2 separate regions of the Mus musculus genome follow, and region 1 is linked to region 2. A link is a contact called in public Hi-C data. All regions are on one chromosome and are shown on one strand. Each heading gives the region's core, a stretch centred on a gene start, on an enhancer-like site or on the middle of the called end of the contact. The rest is flanking DNA. Distances are from core to core; before and after follow the strand shown.

Region 1 (2,700 bases), core at 41-2,540, 640 kb before region 2:
AAGTTGACCAAGAATTTGGGAAACTCTACATAGGCTAATAGTGGGAAAAAATTCTTTGTCAGAACAAATATGATAAGAGCAATATGGCAAAGCAAATCTGGATAAATTACAGGTAGCCCAGGTGTGGTTCCACTGAATATACTAACATAGACTTAGGTTGTGACACTTGCCCACCCAACACAATCACCTAACAATGTATATTGTAGAAGGTACCCATCCTTAAGTTTTGCATGGCTAGTTAAGGAAATGGTGTAAGTCAGTAATAGATGCCTTAAAGAAAATGGGCAAGTTTCAAAAAAGTACCCAAGTATCGAAACTGAGCAAAGGAAATATACATAATCCAAATAAAATGAACAGCAATTATAGAAACTTAGATATAAACATCCAAGAAAAATATCATAGTTGAGGTTCCAATTCCTTTGCCTGTGGATTCTACCAAACATTCAGAAACCAGTGTTTGTACATGTCAGGCCAATTCAAAGCACTCGAAAGAAACATTTATATTCACTCAAAGAGCAGTATGTTTCATGAGCAGGGACTCCAAACTCTTAGCACATTCTAGAAAACCAAGCCAGCAACATATGTACAGAATTATGAACTACATTCATTTACAAGGACATGTTAAGCCTGAAAGATAACTTCTTTTTTCAAAGGATTGAGGATAATATGTCACTGATCTTAAACCTTGAAGGCATTTTCCTGCAGACCAGAGGCCCTGATGAGTATCTCATTGTTTGCTGCTTCACAGTAGTTGATTTGATTCTCTTTCAAACAAGATCATGAGGGAGTCTACCAGTCCATGTATTGTGGATTAAAGCACTAAAACTTTGGTTTAATCTCTCCTAGGACAAGCAGCAAGGGAAAACTTTTCAGAACTGCTGACTCTTGACATTTGACCCTGGAACCATTGAGTTAGCACCTACATTTTAAAAAAGAATCTTAATTCTGGCACACACATTAAAATCTGAGGAGTATTGGCATTTTATAGTTATATGTTTCTTGAAAAGGGCTGCAGAATGTTAGTACTCCTACCAAGCCCTGTACAATTCTTTCCTCTCAGACAAGAAACAAAAATTGCATTCTGAATTTTGTTTTGTTTAAAAAATATATATACAACAGATCCTGTTTGACATTCTTGGTTCAGGTTTAAACCTGTTTTTGAAGTGAAGAAGTTGAAGTTTTGGACTGTTGGTATCATTGGAGCCCTTATTTGGGAACTGTTTGGAGGCCAGGAGAGTCATATAGTGCAAATGTTGGGAGACTGTTTATCTGCTCATTTCTGCCATTGGCTTCTGAACATATTCTCACTGATCCTCCAGATGGCGCTAGGACCATATAGTTTCTAAAGGCATCTGCAGTCATAGGAAATTTTGACTTTCTCTCTCTCTCTCTCTCTCTCTCTCTCTCTCTCTCTCTCTCTCTCTCTCTCTCTCTCTCTCCCCTTCTCCTCTCCCCCCTCTCCCTCCTGTCCCTCCTCCTCCTCCTCCTCCTCCTCCTTCTTCTTCTACTTCTTCTATGTAGTACTTTAATTTCATGAGGCAATAATCAGAAATGCACATATAACACATTTCCCCCTGTCTCAGCTACCTCTTCTGTATTTTACATGAAAAAGTGTGGAATATATTTAATGTTCATTTTTATGAAAAGCTTGGTTGTTATTCATAATAGTTCAGTTTTTATTTATTTTTTATTTCTTGAGACAGCGTGTCCAGCTCAGGTTGGCCTTGAACCTAACCCTAACCCAGTCCTAACCCTACCTAACTCTACGTAGCTGAAGGTGAGCTTGAATTTCTTATCCTCTTGACACTATCTCCCCAGTACTGAGGTTACATGGTGAGCACCACCACACCATCTTTATGCAGTGATGGGATCAAACCATGCATGGGCTTCATATATGGTAGCCAAACAATCTACCAACTAAGCTATATCCCCAGCTACATTCCAGTCTTCAAAACACTTATACGAGATTCTAAAGCATTCTACATTCCTCATTGTATGTCAACTTTCAAATGTAAGTTCCCAGGATATGCTATCCAATATCAAACATGGTAGCCAAATAATCATCACAGACTTAGCATATACTATTAGTGGTAAACCAGCATGACCTACAGCAGAGATTTGGGGAGGAGTGATTTTAGTCTTAACTGTGTTCCTAATTGGGGTATATGTTCTATTGTTTATCTTCACATTTATAATTTAATTACAACATTTGTTTCTTCCCTTTCCTCCTCCAAAGCCTCCCATCTATGTCCCTCACCCCAAACAGGCATTCTTAAACTTTACCAACTTACATTCCTTTGTCATGACCAATACTCCTGGACATTCGAAGTATGGTTGATATTGCAAGCCCCTTGAGATGAGAGTGTGCAAGACCCACCCCTGAGTACCTCCAACCAGGAGACTCCATGTATAAGACATTCTAAAGGCTTCAGAGGCCAGGTCCCCTCCCTCCAGAGACAGGCAGCCAAGCTCCACCCTCCAGAGTAAAAAGTCCAAGCTCAGAGCTTGAAATCCCAATAATCTTCACTTCCAAGAAACCCTATATAAATCCTGTCTTCTGTTCTCACCCAAGCAGAGGCAGTCACCCTTCTGAGTTTTCCCCCTTCCATCAAGTCTCATGTGTGAGGTTGCTTGTACAGTACGACTCTGGTATTTCCTGGCTCCCAATCGACTACCAGGATATCTTTGCCTTCAGAACTG
Region 2 (2,700 bases), core at 12-2,511:
CTGTGTATGCTTCTGGGCTCTTTTTTTGAGAGCCTGGTGTCAGAGAGATTATCCCGAGATGAGACTATATATTTCAGTCATCCAAAGATGTAGAACTTGCAAGCATGTCCAAGCTTTTGGCATTGCCATTAACAAAGTTTACCCTTAAAGAAATACACAAACTAGTCACAAAAAAAAAAAATTACAAAAAAATCCCCAAAAGACAAAAAACAAATCTCATAATGTTTTAAATACATGTATGATTTTGGTATTAGATCACATTCATAGGTATCCTTGGCCAACCACAGGTTGCACATGTCAGGAGGTTTGTGCCTGACCAGATTCCTGCTTCTGATCCTTGCTTTGGGACCCTGGCTTCAGAGCTGGCCATCTGCAGCAGCCTGGGAAGGCAGGACCGATGTCTAAAGGTCCCAGAGCATCGCTCAGCTTCCGGGTCTCTTGTCACATCTCCCTATTGTTAACTATGAAGGACTAAGCAGCAACCTTTCAAAATGCCAAGGGCATGTAAGGAAACAAGAAACTGAAGATATCTCACACCATCCCTCCCCGTTTCTTCTTCATTGGGTCTGAAAGTGCTTACAGAGTTCCTCCTCTCTATCTAAAGAAAAGAAAAATAGCATCATGTAGCAGGGAGAGCAGTGGAAGCGGAGGGAAATACTGGTATTTCTTGACAGAGAGGAATAACACTTCACCACAAGCCAGACAGTCTGTGTTTTGTTCCACTTGCTCTTCTTGCTTTTGCAAAATATTTCAAAAGCACCCAAGCCACCCCCAGTTTCATCACACGCTGTCATGTTTCGAATCCAGTGGAGAAACTGATTCAAGGAGCCCTGTAAAACCACAACACTTACTTCAAGGAAACGTGAGGTCAAACTGCTTTGCCCACACAGTCTGGCTCCGTATCACATTTCATAAATAGTCTTAGTGCCTAGAAAGAAAGCGCACTATCAGTCTTTAGAGAATACCAATTTCTTAAGGTTTTAGCCATCTCAGCTGGGCTCTGTTGTTTTTCCAACTAAAGCTGGTGTGATGTTGAAAGTGCTATTTTTTTTTAATCAGCCATTGTTTGTGCTCCAAAGCAAAAGAAATGTACTAGAAGATATGCAAGCTTTTGTTGCTAGGGTTTGTAATAGGCAATTTTATCTGTCTAGAAGTCTTTCTTATATATACTTTTTTTTTAAGTTATGGGACACTAGGAATCTATGTTTGATAGTCATTTGGTACTACCGACTAGCCGACACTGGTTGACTATCCCCCAAAGGTCACGGTGAGATGTAAGGATGTGTACAGATGCAGAGGTTTCCCAGGCTGGGCTAACGGCTGTGTCTTGCAGAATGAGGGGTCTCCAAACCTGTTGTAGGTCACTCCCCACCACCTGCTTCCCCAGTGAATAGCGTGCCCCTATGTCCATTTTCCTGGCACCCACCAGGGAAATTATGTAAAATTCAAATTTCTCTACATGATCAAATGTCTTCATTGATTTCCCATGATCTCAGCATACAGTACCTACCAGCCCCTACGAGGTCGCCCACGCGGCCCATTACCTCAGCTCTACATGTGGCTCAAAAACTGTAATCTTTGTGCCTTCGCACAAGCTGCTCCCTCTGCTCATCTTCCAAAACAATCACCTTAATTTCTATTCCAATTCAGCCTCTTCCAGAGAGCCACTGACTGTCTATTCACTGTGATGTCTCCTCCCTTACTGTACTTACCACTTCTAACCATTAGGTGGCAGCACGGGGCTGCTTTTCAGTGCTCTATTCAAAAGGGCACTGCAAACAACTAGTTAAATGAGCCCCTCATTAACTTCCCTCTTGCCTCTGTGTGCCTTGTTTTCCTTCTCTGTAAAGTATAGATAACAAAATCTGTTCCACGAGATTTGTGTGTGGATTATTTGAGGCAATATAAACGAGCTCCGAAATCGCCACAATGAAAGCTCAGTTTGAGGGACGTGTTGTTATTTAAGTCTGTGTTTAATGTCAGCCTCCTCTAGCCGACTGTGATTAACCTTTCATGTTTAAATATGAATAGCAGAAAATCCATTGCACTTCACGGGAGTCTCTTAGTACCATCCCTACGGCTGCATATTTATTAGAATCTCTGAGCAGTTTCCTAGCTATTTGTAAAACTCCCTTTGTCAACTCTGTTTAAAGCCTGTGTCTTCTTATTTCTCTTCCTCGGGTTAAGGTCTCAGCTCAGGGATGACACCTCACCCTGCTTCAAAGCCCTGTTGACCTTCGGTTAAAGAGTGAATGAACACTCTTGTCTACTTTACCAAAGTTCCTGACGGTCATGGGGGTCATAATTTTGGGACATCCTCACTGTGAATCCTGCCCAAATTCGCACCCTCTGTGCCTTCTCTCACTGTGGTGGCGCTTAGATGTGGCTTCTGGCTAGAAGGCGCCTCTCTCTTTCTCTGATAGGCAAAGCCCTACCTTCTCTTCAGCGTTCATGTCCTGAATGACACTTGACTATTTCCCTCTCCCTCCTAAGTCCCCCAACACCCTCCAACCACCTCTTCTCCCTTTGTTCATCACACCTTGTATAGGACACGTTAGTAGAATTTATTGTACAATGTATGGCAATACTTAACAACAATGAATTTTATTCTTGGCAAAATAAGTCATGTGCTGTCTCATAGTTGTTGGCGCTGACATCTGACTTTATGAAAGGAATTTCATTCAACTGCTTCTTGATAGT

The links. A called contact is a pair of places that touch in the nucleus more often than the background predicts.
Region 1: a contact with region 2 is called in a Hi-C map of cortical neurons, with 4 times the contacts expected there. The contact joins two enhancer-like sites. A contact is called at or near these places in 1 of 39 promoter capture datasets (embryonic stem cells), 2 of 15 datasets of contacts at CTCF or cohesin (pro-B cells and stem cell-derived epiblast-like cells), 92 of 484 Hi-C or Micro-C datasets (the AML12 cell line, the AtT-20 cell line, the Ba/F3 cell line and 46 more) and 2 of 115 datasets of contacts at active chromatin or transcription factors (astrocytes and stem cell-derived neural progenitor cells).

The regions. Positions count from the first base shown.
Region 1 is chr1:83,715,846-83,718,545 of GRCm38.p6, reverse strand. No RefSeq gene overlaps it. Among named protein-coding and RNA genes, the nearest start is that of Sphkap, 310 kb to the right of the region's middle. Within about 2 kb of position 1,290, at least 3 of the 459 cell types and tissues checked have an H3K27ac peak or open chromatin away from gene starts, as enhancers often do. A contact at or near this core is called in cortical neurons, where this site is marked.
Region 2 is chr1:83,075,357-83,078,056 of GRCm38.p6, reverse strand. No RefSeq gene overlaps it. Among named protein-coding and RNA genes, the nearest start is that of Krtap28-13, 16 kb to the right of the region's middle. Within about 2 kb of position 1,261, at least 12 of the 459 cell types and tissues checked have an H3K27ac peak or open chromatin away from gene starts, as enhancers often do. A contact at or near this core is called in cortical neurons, where this site is marked.